Linked DNA regions of Ovis aries: region 1 is linked to region 2. Evidence: chromatin contacts called from public Hi-C data. All regions are on one chromosome and are shown on one strand. The core of a region is the stretch at or near the end of the contact, and the rest is flanking DNA. Distances in the headings are between cores, read along the strand shown.

What was found. Hi-C and Micro-C count contacts between places; a contact is called where the count stands out from the background.
Region 1: a Hi-C map of tail adipose tissue shows a contact between it and region 2, with 2.3 times the contacts expected there. The contact joins two enhancer-like sites. A contact is called at or near these places in 2 of 16 Hi-C or Micro-C datasets (skin fibroblasts and tail adipose tissue).

The regions. Positions count from the first base shown.
Region 1 is chr23:40,284,098-40,290,627 of ARS-UI_Ramb_v3.0, reverse strand. The region is part of intron 1 of ARHGAP28 (Rho GTPase activating protein 28); the gene reads right to left. Among named protein-coding and RNA genes, the nearest start is that of ARHGAP28, 7.9 kb to the right of the region's middle. Within about 2 kb of position 1,292, at least 16 of the 54 cell types and tissues checked have an H3K27ac peak or open chromatin away from gene starts, as enhancers often do. A contact at or near this core is called in tail adipose tissue, where this site is marked.
Region 2 is chr23:40,142,260-40,148,685 of ARS-UI_Ramb_v3.0, reverse strand. No RefSeq gene overlaps it. Among named protein-coding and RNA genes, the nearest start is that of ARHGAP28, 130 kb to the left of the region's middle. Within about 2 kb of position 1,590, at least 5 of the 54 cell types and tissues checked have an H3K27ac peak or open chromatin away from gene starts, as enhancers often do. A contact at or near this core is called in tail adipose tissue, where this site is marked.

The DNA.
Region 1 (6,530 bases), core at 43-2,542, 140 kb before region 2:
CCAAGTTTCCAACTTGTATAGCCAACCATCAGCTGGGTACCGGATGTGAAGAGCCGACTCACTGGAAAAGACCCTGATGCCGGGAAAGATTAAAGGCAGGAGGAGAAGGGAACGACAGAGGACAAGATGGTTGGATGGCATCACCGACTCAATCGACATTGAGTTTGAACAAACTGGGAGATGGTGAGGGACAGGGAAGCCTGGTGTGCTACAGTTCATGGGGTCAAAAAGAGCAGGACATGACTTAGTGACTGAACTGAACTGAACTGAGCTGGGTACATCAGCTGAGTTCCAAATTTCACAGGCTAAATTTCCCCTGGTCACTTTCTGCTCATCCATTAGAATTCTCAATTTCAGTTCTTTGAGACCCCATGGACTATACAGTCCATGGGATTCTCGAGGCCAGAATACTGGAGTGGGTAGCTGTTCCCTTCTCCAAGGGATCTTCCCAACTCAGGGATGGAACCCAGGTTTCCCGCACTGCAGGCAGATTCTTTACCAGCTGAGCCACCAGGGAAGCCCAAGAATACTGGAGTGGGTAGCCTATCCCTCCTCCAGTGGATCTTGCCAACCCAGGAGTCGAACCGGGATCTGTGCATTGCAGGCGGACTCTTTACCAGCTGAGCTACAAGGGAAGCCTCAGTTCATAACACTCCAAAACAAAAACTCAAAAGAGTTTTTCCTGGTTCCCTGTATGCATTAATCACCAAATCACACCAACTTCACTGCTGTTTTCCCCACAGGCTCCCTTATTATTCCCTTCTATCTGTATCCTCATCTAGACTCTCATCATCTTTACTTGGATCAGTGCATTAGCTTTCCAAAGTGTTTCTCTGCCCCACAATCATGGTGTACCTTAAAGCTATCCATTCCTCTCCAGAGAAATAAAGACACAGGGGGATCCTGGGACAGAAGCAGCAAACAGTTACAATACCACAACTGTGAATTTATGGATTTTAACCCAACAGCTCTGAAACCAGATTAAAACTATAATGGTCTGAACTGGGTATGAGCGGAGAGGTAGAGGTGGAGAGTGGAAGAGACAGAAGAAAAAAGAAATCAGTGTAAAATTTAGATTAACTGAAAGAAGAGTTCCTTCTTAAGACCCCCTTCAAAAGTCCTCTGAGTATCGAAGTATTGTATTAATACTTCCATGAACTCTAAAGAGAATGGGTGCTAATGTTCCTTAACTTCCACAATAAAAACTTTTTTAGAGTATAGATAAGAGTAGTATCGTGTCTATTTAGGACTGTATAATTGAAATCAGCTTCTCCTGGGCTTCTTCTAAACAATGACTCATGTTGTTTTAGCTGGTGTTGACTCACTGCCCCACAAAGGATGACACAGCTTTAAATAAGCAGAGCGTGGCCTGCTTTTTCCAATTACCAGCTTCCAGCAACTGAAGAGGGGGGAGTCCTCTGGCATGGGGCTTTCTGCAACTAAGCACAATTTTGATTTTACCAAAATAGTTGCCAAGTGGACCTTGTAATCACTGAGCTTTCTAAGTGAGGAGGAGAGAAGTGAAGTCGTGGTATGTTAAAAATCACAGGGGCCAGGCATCATCTGTTCTTTCAAAACAGAATCTGCGGAAACTTAACAGTCAGCGCTTTTCCCATTTAATTGCCTGCTCCACTGAGGTCAGCAAATGTTTTTCTTTAAGATGCCAATGAAAAGTCACAGTGAGTGTGTTTTCCAGACTCTCCAAGTTACGTCTGGTGAGATAACGAGCATGGGGAGTCGTAATAGTGTTTGAAAGGAAGCTAAGGAAATGTCGTTCTCTTAACGGTCACCACCTTTTCTCCAGTTCTAGACATTTAATGGTCTCTCATCAGGTCTCCGGTTTCCCCCGCCTCCATGTTTTCCTTGCTGTTGGCCTGACTGCTCCCAGAACACATTTGTCCACGCCTTGGGCCAGCGTAGGTGCCGCGGTAATGCAAGTGGGTGACCAGGGGTCGGGAGGACAAACTCAGACCCCTGACGCATTCCACAAGGCCCTTTTCCATTCTTTGCTCCCCAGCTGAACCACAGAGATTAGTCCTCACTCATTACTTTTTTTTCATGATGCTCAGTTCCTATTAGTAATATGCTCTGAACAACTCGGCTGGTTAAAAATAGAAAACACTTCTAAAGACATGGCAGTTGGCAGGGAAGCCCAAGCCACACTGTTTATGTATAACTAAAATGACGGTCTAGTCTTTAATAGTTTCAGTGTTCTGAAAAACAAAGCTGATCAAAATGAATCCCCTGGAAAATGAACACAAGTGCCTGGAGGCCACTCTGTGGACTCTGACCTCTCCCGAAGATTCAAGTCCAGACTACAATGAGCCCTGGGTTTGTTTTCTAAACAGAAATCCTTGAAGCCCAATTTCGGTTCAGCATCATCTGTGGCTCCAGGGTCACCGAGGGACACAGGCTGTGCTCAGGCAGACAGGAGACCAGGGATGGCCCGGAGTCCAGACTGGACTGCACAATCTAGCTCAACTTATCCTAAGTTTCCAAGCAACATTTACAACAGAACTGGTCTGCACAAAGGCGTGGTCCAGGAGCTGCTTATCCCTTGGTTGGTTTCAGTCAAGACAAAGTGAAAACCTGACTGAATATCAGGAGAGACAAAAGGAAAACCCCATTAATTCTCAGGGAGCCTTGTTTCTTGACCTGCATTAAGAACTGTATGTTATAGATCACATGGAAAGAACAAAATGAAAAATACGTTTTTAGCCATAGAAATCTGTCTTAGTAGTTAGAGAAAATAATTGATAAAACTAAAATGAAAAAAATTCTAAGAACGTGAACCTACAGGTTAAAGGATTTAAAAAATGCCTTCTTTTCCTTCTGCCTAAAAAAGAGCCCTGGGAATATTTCCTATAACTCAAAATTGCTTGGATCTCACTTCCATGGTCAAGCTAATTGACTTCTATAATACGTTTTGTCCATTTTTAAAATACCGTTACCTAAATAAGACTGCAAGAGGGCAAGAATACAGCATTTACATTAAAAAAAAAAACAACCATTATTTCCCTTCAAGGGTTAACAAAATTTCTCAAACTGTATCCATTCACAAGTAACTCACTCCATGCTTATTCCATTTAAACAGAATAGTCATGATTGCAAAAAATGATTAAGTCAACACTAAGCATAATATCTACTGTGGAAGAGTTACTAATGCTGGTTGCTAAGTGGGGATACCATAATGCTGTCCCTGCTCTCAATAAACCTATAACCAAATTGCAGCAGAAAAACACTAAATCCGTAATATACAAAATAATGTTTCAAGATTTAAATAACAGGTTATAGGCACCAGTTTTGGAAAGACAGTCATCACCTTGCTATGTGATCTCGGGCTGATTCTCTGTCCCTCAGTTTCCTCCTATGTCACTGGATTGTGGGAAGGATTAAATGAGATAGTGTATGCCACACACGTAAACTACCAATAAAATGAGGACTTTTTTGGGGGAAAAAAAAAAAACAACCAGAATTGACACCACAGGACAGTATATGATGAATTACCAAATGATCATTATTGTTATGGTAGGTGAAAATTCTTCTGGCTACAACTGTCAAGGAAATCTTTAGAAAGGAAGCTTAGTCCTTACTTCTTTAACTACATTTATCCTCTTCTGTTTTGCTTTATATCCCCAGCCACTTAAATATGGATTCAGTCCCAACCACTGACCTGTTAACTTTGGCTACTCTGTGATTTTTTTCAGTATGGTAATGAAGGCAGGGAAAAGTGGGAAGGAAAGAGATCAAACATCAAATTATTAGTTAAAATGGCATTTTAGTAAGTTAAACCTTTTTGTTCTAAACACCTGTCAGGTTTCTCTATAGCTCTATAAAAATATAAATCCATTGATAGGTCTTTGTATAAAGACAAATGCATGTCCATTGTTTTCTAAATACTGAACAGGAAACTTCGAAGGAATTCTTGTCCTTATACATTACAAGAGTTACAAGAGCAAATCTGGTCCACTGACCAGAAAATTTAACATAGGAATAAAGATTACTCTCTTATACATAAAAGATATACAACTTAGAATGACTAACACAGTATATATAGATCTCAGGTGTTGGACAATTTAAAACTACTACATACTCCTCTCTTTGGTTTCCAGTTCCTCCTTCTGCTTCCTGTCCTTGGTATTACGTGTTTGTGTGCAGTCATCATCTATCTGTCAAAGGGATCAGAAATGGAATGCACAGGTTTAATCAGTTATTAAGGGCAACACGAGACACCACAGCTGGTTCTCAACTTGACATTAGTAGATGTCCTCCCACGCTTGGAATTACTTGGCACTGAATGTCTGTCAAATGGATAGTTTTATCTGTAATAGTCATTTATTGAAGACTGATGTAAAACATCTGATACTCAAAGAATATGTCATAAACTGCAAATATTTAGGAAGATGATACATAATGAAAACAATCCACTACTTTCTTTAGTTTGCACTCTAAGTTTTCCGACACAATGTTAACATTTTGATGCATATCCTCTAATATTCTCAGAACAATGGATGCATGGAATTCCATGTTATAAAAGACAGAACATTATACAAAACTCACTAACTCAAGTAACCAGAACACAGAGGACACGAACACAAACAAGAAAACCAAAAAATCCTCAAAGAAATGGAAATAAATGCTATCAAAATTTCTCCTTAGATTATATATTTTAGTCATTTGAACAGCATTTTCTTTACACAGTTCTAACCAGCCTATCTAATCAAAAGTAAATCACGAAGCATGCTAAAAATAGCAATATTAGAACAAAAGTACCACTAATGGCTTTAAGATCTGCCTGAAAATAAAGAAAAAAATAGCAACAATAAATAATATTTAAATTAAATTACATAAGCAATAAAACAATACACCAACATACGCTATTTACTTTTTTTATCCTTTAACTTTATATTGGAGTACAGTCAGTTAACAATATTGTGATAGTCTCAAGTGCACAGCAAAGCAACTAACTCTAAGCTATTCACTTTTAAAGCAAACAACTTCCACATCAGTCAGTGCCTATACTATAGCACTGTAATTCTCGTCTTAATGATGACAGTCATTTAGGAAAAGCTCTTTTCTGCACTATTTGAAGATACATTTGACTTAATATTTTCATCCAAAGAGACTTAAAAACAAAACAAAGTCTATCGTTTAAATAAACTTTATTGCCAAAATTTTCTTCTGAGAAACATTTTATTCTCTTCCATTGCTTTTCTATAGACCATTTTACTTCTATTCTTGGCTAGAACTAGTATCAAGAGACCACAGATTGAGAAAACAGAGAATGGAAATGATTTCGGAAGTGAAATAACTTGGTTTAACGATGAAATGAGAAGAAATTCTGATTATATGCAAACTAGAATGTTTATTTTCGTGTGACACATGTGCAAACGTTCCAGTAACGTCTCAGCACGCTGCTAAGCGGAGAAGAGTCCCACCAGAGCATCCTCGGTAGCAAATCCGACAAAGTGGACGCTGATACCCACCCTCCCCGCACACAGCATTTAATTCTGCAACTTTGCTTCCATCGTGTCTGACTCTTCGTCACCCCGTGGACTGAAGCCTGCTCCTCCGTCCACTGGACTCTCCAGGCAAGAATACTGGAGTGGGTTGCGATGCCCTCCTCCAGGGGATCTTCCTGACCCAGGGATCAAACCCACATCTCACGTCTCCTGCATTGGCAGGCAGGTTCTTTACCACCAGCACCGCCTGGGAAGCCTCTTTCATACTAACCGTGGAATAAAATTTTGCTTCCAAACAACAATGTATTTTGAAAATTAGGAAATTTATCATTATAGGTTTCATAAACTCAGACTAGGTAAAACTAACCCTTTTTATTGTATGCTGTGGCAAAGCTGAAAAAAAAAAGTAGGTTAAAATATATTGGTTGACTTTTTAAGGGCAAAAATGGCACATACAATAAAACTAGGGAGAATACTGAATGTAGATTTTATAGTTTGTAAAATAAATTAAATGTAGAAGGGATGAGAAAAATAGAAAATCATTAGAACATCACTGTAATAAATGTTATTGGCAAGATCCATATATGGACAAGAAAATCAGAGGAAGAACGTCTGAGGAGTTAACAGGATGTTAGCACCATCAAAAATTCTCCCAAGATACTGATTAATTCACACAGGGAAACCTGTAACAACCTGCAGGCAACACCTGAACCAGGTGATGAGGGCTAACATTAACAAGACTGTGACATAGTGAACTCCCAAAATGATGTACTGAGAAAGGCCTGACATCATTCAGTGAAATTCTCGCCCCAAATGCATAACTTCTATCCAATCAAGAGAAGACAGTGAGACCAATTCAAAGTGAGGGACTGCCTACAACAACCAACTGGTCCTTCTAAAGTGCCAAGGTCACAAAAGACAACAGACTGTCGTGGACTATGCAGGAGGTTTGGGCATCATGACCAAGTGCAATACGGGATCCCAGATGCAATCCTACAACAGAAAAATCCCAAGTCTAGTGGAAAAAAACTCGTGAAATCAGAATAAAGTCTATAGTTTTGTTGCTAG
Region 2 (6,426 bases), core at 341-2,840:
ACAGTAGGTCCTTGTTGTTTACCTACTTTGTATATAGCAGTGTGTATTTGTTAATCCCAGCCTTCTAATTTATCTCTCCTCCCCTTATACGTTGGAAACCAGAGTTTGTTTTCTATGTCTGTGGATCTATTTCTGTTTCTACATAAGTGCATATGAATCCATTTTTAAGATTCCACATATAAGTGATATCATATGATATCTGTCATTAATGAAAAACACAAAACTATGAAAGGTTCGGAGAATAAAGATGAAGAATGCATTCCCTGCAAACGATGATTTCTTATATCTCAGGGTCCTCAGCTTAAATTAACACACATACACACACACACACACAACACACATGAACATACACATACTTACATGTGGACACATCTCTCACGCACAAAAAGGCCAAGGGCCAAAGACGAAACCAAACACCCCAGCTAGAGTGGTGGTTTTCCCAAGTTGCAGATACTGTAACTCCTGTAATAAATGGAAAAAACAAAAAAAGGATTTTTGTTGGCAAAGTGTGGAGGATGGTGATTATTTTCTCAGGAAAAAAAGGTTAGATGTCATATTTCCCCTGTTTTAACACCAATGAAAGAGCATTTAGAAAAACAAGATGCTTAAATCTTGTTAGGATAGGTAATCTCGTGTTAGCTTAACAGTTAAACCCTGAATCTGTTTGCCCCAGAACTTTTTCCACCAGGACGTGTCATTATCACTTGATATGATTTTCCCACCAGCCTTTTTTCTTTCCATGCTTCCTTTAGTAGATAGGCTAGAGAGGAAAAAATAGGAAGAAATACAAAAAAATAAAAACAAAAAAAGAAGGATCTAGAATAAACTGTTCACATAAGCCAGCCCATTTGAGCTCTTCATTCATCTTGGAACAATCTGAGACTTCATGCTGTGAAGTCAACGAGTATGAACCACGGAAAACAGACCCATGGGCTCTCAGAGGTCTGCAAATGATGGAGTTTCAGGAGGAATTCATGACACATATCTGCTTCTGGTGCCGGGTCCTGATCCATCGCTCTGTGAGCCTCTGTTGTTTTGTGTTTGAACTTTCAGTTGAAAGTTGAGTGAGAGAAGTCCTCGGGTTTTGTGAATTCCGGGTATCTGTGAAGCGGGACTGGGAACTTTCGTCCGCCCGCCGTGCAAGAGTTGCCTAGCCAGGGAAGGTGTTCTGAACCGTTTCTGTTCAGACCCAGGGATTCTGAAGCCCACAGAGAGGTTCACAGGATGAGTTCAGAGGGTTCTCTCTTTGCACTCAGAGATGGACACCCTGCCAGCAGCCGGGTCACGAAGGCCAGGCGCTGCACTTGAGTGTCGGCACAAGAACCTCTGAATTTGTCAGCAGGACATCATTCTGCATTAATCATCAGAGAGAGGAACCTTTAAAAACCATCCGCTCGACACATCACCGGCGCAGCGATTTGTAAGCCAACGGCATCTTTTTTCGCTTATACGGACATGGAGGCTTTTCCAGTGATGGCAAACCAAGCACCATCTGACGGTCGCCAGGCAGCGCGTGGGAGCCTGAAGGCAGGGTTTCCCCCTGGCCTCGGGAGAACTGGCTGGTGGAGGAGAAGGACCTGTTTTTTATTAGCCCGGTTCACCCAGTTCCAAAACGGAGCCTGGCTGTTGCTCAACCTGGCAACAGAATTCTTAAGAGACATCGGTTTCGGGCAGCATCCCAGAGCAGCACTCAGAAGAAAGATCTTCCTGTGGGGGCGGGGGAGGGGTACAGGGCGGGGAAAAGCCCCTCTTCCTGTACACACAGCGTCTCCTAGTGAGGACTTAGTCTCTGGCCTGAAACACAAGGTTTTGTGGCTCACTTCTCCGTTAGCAAGTTCCCACTGCCATTTACATTCACTTACAGGGACACTTCAACCGAATTGATCTGGATAATACATGACAGCAAGAGACTCTTAGTCTTCGAGGCTCTGCAGCTGAAAACCATATCTCTTCAACCCATAGAAGCCTCGGCTCATGTCCGGAATCAGAGGCTAGATTTAGGCTTATCTCTGCCCCACAGGCTGGACAGGCCTTCACAATTGCCAGACCAGGAGCGGCATTCCCAGGGATGGGGGATGTTTAATGGCTGCTTGGGGTCAGTAGGGCAGGGCTCGGAGGCTGTGACACTGACAGCTAAGCCCCTGGTCTCCTCTCTCCTTGGGTTTCCTTTCTATTCCTGGACAACTGCGTCTTTATTCCTGCTGTATCTCTGTTTGAAGCTTGCATGAGCGAACACACACACACACACACACACACACACACACACACACCAGAAAACCTTCTGTTCGTCTTTAAGCGTCAAAGCTGATATCTGATCCTGCAGTGACCTGCTGATGAAAATGTTTCCACAAAAATGTGGAAAAATAAAAGTATATCTTTTTCTTCCCTGGTTTTTCTCAAATAAGCATTTATAATTATTATTTATATATAATGCTTGTTATAAATAAGCATCAAGATATTAATACTTGATGTTACAGAAAACATTATAAATGCTTAGAGGTACTAATATAAAATGCTGATTTCTAGCTTTAAAAATGATACGCTATAGTACTTGATAGAGATATACTATATGACCTTCCCTGGTGTCTCAGATGGTAAAGAATCTGCCTCCAATGCAGGAGACCTGGATTTGATCCCTGGGTTGAGAGGATCCCCTGGAGAAGGGAATGGTAACCCATTCCAGTATTCTTGCCTGGAGAATTCCATGGACAGAGGAGCCTGGCGGGCTAAAATCCATGGGGTCACAAAGAGTCAGACACAACTAAGCAACTAACACTTTCACTTTCATAGTAGCTTACACATTCAGGCAACTAGAACCAGAGTTTCTGGGTTGAAACCTAATTCTGCCACTTACTAAAGATGGAATTCTGGTGAAGTTACTTGTTACCAGGTTAACTCACCTGGATTTCCTTGTTTGTACAAGGGGCCTAATGTCACCAGGACTTACCTGGGGGGCAGTTATGAAGACTAGTACAGACGGAGGGCTTTGAACCCTGACTGGCCTATGGCCGATCAGTGAGCTGTTACTGTTTATTGACTATTATTGACTAAAGCACTGCAGGCAGGCTCCTGTGGACACATTTAAGCATCAAGCCACTGTTGACAACATGTCACTGTTTTCAAACTACAAGCCCATCAATTATGCTGTTACCCAATCTTCATTGCGAGTCTCCTGCTGGGTGTGCTGTCCATCAGTACCTTTATCTACTGGCTGCAAAAAATGAATCTCAGGTGTTTCAGATGCAAACTTCACAGTCGGAGTGAACCTTGGCTTTCCAACCTTTGGACCAGCACTCTTCCAGTAACTTTGAGATATTCAGCATACTTTGCTGTTAATGTAAATTATAATTATGGTATTCTTTGCTGTATAGTAAGGTATCATCTAGTACTCATAAAAAGAAATCAGTTCCATTTTTCATGCAAATACAAAAGAGCCCTTCGAAAGATTTGTACACCCAAACTGAGCAATGACTTTGAAACTGTGGATCACAACACTTTAGTGGATAATGACATCAGTGTAGTGAGTGGTAACCAGCATTTTAAAGGAAAAATAAAATAAGATAAATTATGCTCCAATAAAATGGAAAATACTAAAGTGAAAGTTTAGTCATTCAGTGGTATCCTTCTCTTTACGCCCCCATGGACTGCAACCTGCCAGGCTCCTCTGTCCATGAGATTCCCCAGGCAAGAATACTGGAGAGGGTTGCCATTTCCTTCTTCAGGGGATCGTCCCAACCAAAGGATAGAACCAGGTCTCCTGCATTGCAGGTGGATTCTTTACTATCTGAGCCACCAGGAAAGCCCTAGAAAATATCAAGGTACTGTATTATTTTTGAAGCTTTTATTTTAATTATTCCTTATGTGTGTTACTAGGTTGTAATATAAAGTACATATAATTTTAAGTGTATTTTTCACACGCATTAGGATGGCTATATTTGAAAAAAAACATGGAAAATTACAAGTGTTGGCAAGGATGTGAAGAAATTGGAAAACCTGTACATAACTGGTAGGAATGTAAAATGATGCAGTTGTGAAAAATAGCTGGGCATTTTCTCAAAAAGTCAAGCACTGAATTATCATGTGACTCAGTGATTCCCAGGTGGCTCAGGGGTGACAATCTGCCCGTCAATACAGGAGACACCAGAGACATGGACTCGATCCCTGGATCTGTAAGTTCCCTTGGAGTAGGAGATGACAACCTGCTCCAGTTTTCTTGTCTGGAAAAGTCCATGGACAGAGGAGCCTGGTGGGCTACAGTCCACAGGGTCGCAAAGAATTAGACGTGACTGAGCACACCCACACACATGCCAGCGATTCCACTCTTCAGGAGGATTGAAAATATGTGTGCAGACAAATACTTGTACTCCAATATTCACAGTGCCACTCGTCATAATAGCCAAAAAGTAGAAACAAACCAAAAGTCATCAGCAGATGAAAGGATAAACAAGATGTGGTATAGCCATACACTGAATTGTTATTCAGTCACACAAAGGAATAAAGTATTGATAGATGCCACAACATGGATAAACCTCAAAAACATTACGATGAGTGCAAGAGGCCAGACATAAAAGCTCCATAATGTGTAGTTCCACTTATATGGAATGTCCAGAGTAGGGACAGCCATAGAGATAAGAAGCAGATTAGTGGTCATTAGAGGCTAGAAAGTTTAGGGGGTGACGAGTGGCCATTTAACTGGTGCAGTGTCCTTGGGGCGATGACAAGTTTTGAAACCAGAGAGACATCATGGTTGCATAACAGTGTGAATGTACTAAATACACTGAATTATATACTTTAAAAAGAAAGAGAGATTGGAATATCTTTTCAAACTATTAAAAAAAAAACAACCTACCAAATACAATTAGGATCACACCAAAAGGATTCAGTGTCCTAATTAAATAAGCTCCCATTGGCTAAGAATAGGGCAATTAGAGCATCATAAGGATCACAATGCAGAGCATTGAAATGTATCAACTATGTTTAGTGTTTGGTTACCTCTGAGGATATTAGCAAGCCAACTCATTGTGCTTGTCATTGAAAGGAAAGAATCGAGCATGTATCCTATCTTTCCAAGGGTCCAGGCAATGATGTCAAAGCAATAAACACCAAACAGAGTCAACCAGACAGTATCTATTTCCTGGTGGAAGTAAATAGTATAATCTATGAAGAACTCTTAGGGAAAAAAGAAAGAAAATAACTGAAACCCAATCAAGAATCTAGATAAAACTACCATTTTACTGGAAGTACAGGTGATGGAGGATCAAACCTGTTGATTGACACCACGAGGATGCAATCAGCAAATCCACACAGTCGGAAACTGTTCTGGACGAACAACCCTGTTCATGAGATAAGGGTTGGGGAGTAGGGAGCTTATAAACAGAGATTTCAATAACTGCTAAGTCAAGTCTTAGGGTTTGATCCCTGGGTTAGGGAAGATCCCCTGGAGAAGGGAAAGGTTACACACTCCAGTATTCTGGCCTGGAGAATTCAAGATAGTCCATGGGGTCACAAAGAGTTGAACACAACTGAGCCACTTTCACTCACTCACTCAAGTCAAGACAACTCTTCTGTGTGAACCTTACCTGGATCCTGATTCAAAGAAACAAACTACAAAAACCATAAATAGAACAACTGTGTGTGTGCTAAATTGCTTCAGTTATGTTTGACTTTCTACAACCCTATGGACTATAGCCCACCAGGCTCCTCTGTCCAGGGGATTCTCCAGGTAAGAATACTGGGGTGGTTCCCATGCCCTCCTCCAGGGCATCTTCCCGACCCAGGGATTGAAGCCTCCTTTCTTACTGTCTCCTACATTGGCAGGTGGGTTCTTTACCACTAGTGCAACCTGGGAAGTTCCAAACAGTTCAGTTAGGGGAATGTGAATACTAGCTGTGTATTTGATAATAATGTGGAATTACTCTTTGGCAGGTTGGGGGAAGGTGGCAGTTATTGATATTGTGATTATGTTTAAAAAGGGAAGTCCCTGTTTTTTTTTTTAAAGATACATGGAGAAATACTCACAGATAATATGACATGAGATTTGAAATGTGCTTTAAAATGAATCAGAGTGGGTAGGTATTAGGTGGGAACACAGAGAAAAAAGATTAGCCATGAGATGATAATTACTGAAGCTAGATGATTAGTGACTGATGGATTATTATCTCTACTTTTGAACATATTTGGAATTTCCCAAAATAAAAAATGTTAAAGGTATGAAAACAAAAAAAAAATACTGTAAATAAAGCACTCAAAAAAGAAACTACTAATAGCAATTAGTTAAAAGATTAAAGACTTAATAGTTATAGGAAAATATTACAGATTTTCAAATAATCATTTCAAGAGTGATAAACCATATGGTGAACAAAATTTATCCATCTCAGAAACACAATGAAATCTTTGTTTATGTTAACTATGTGCCTGTTGGCTGAC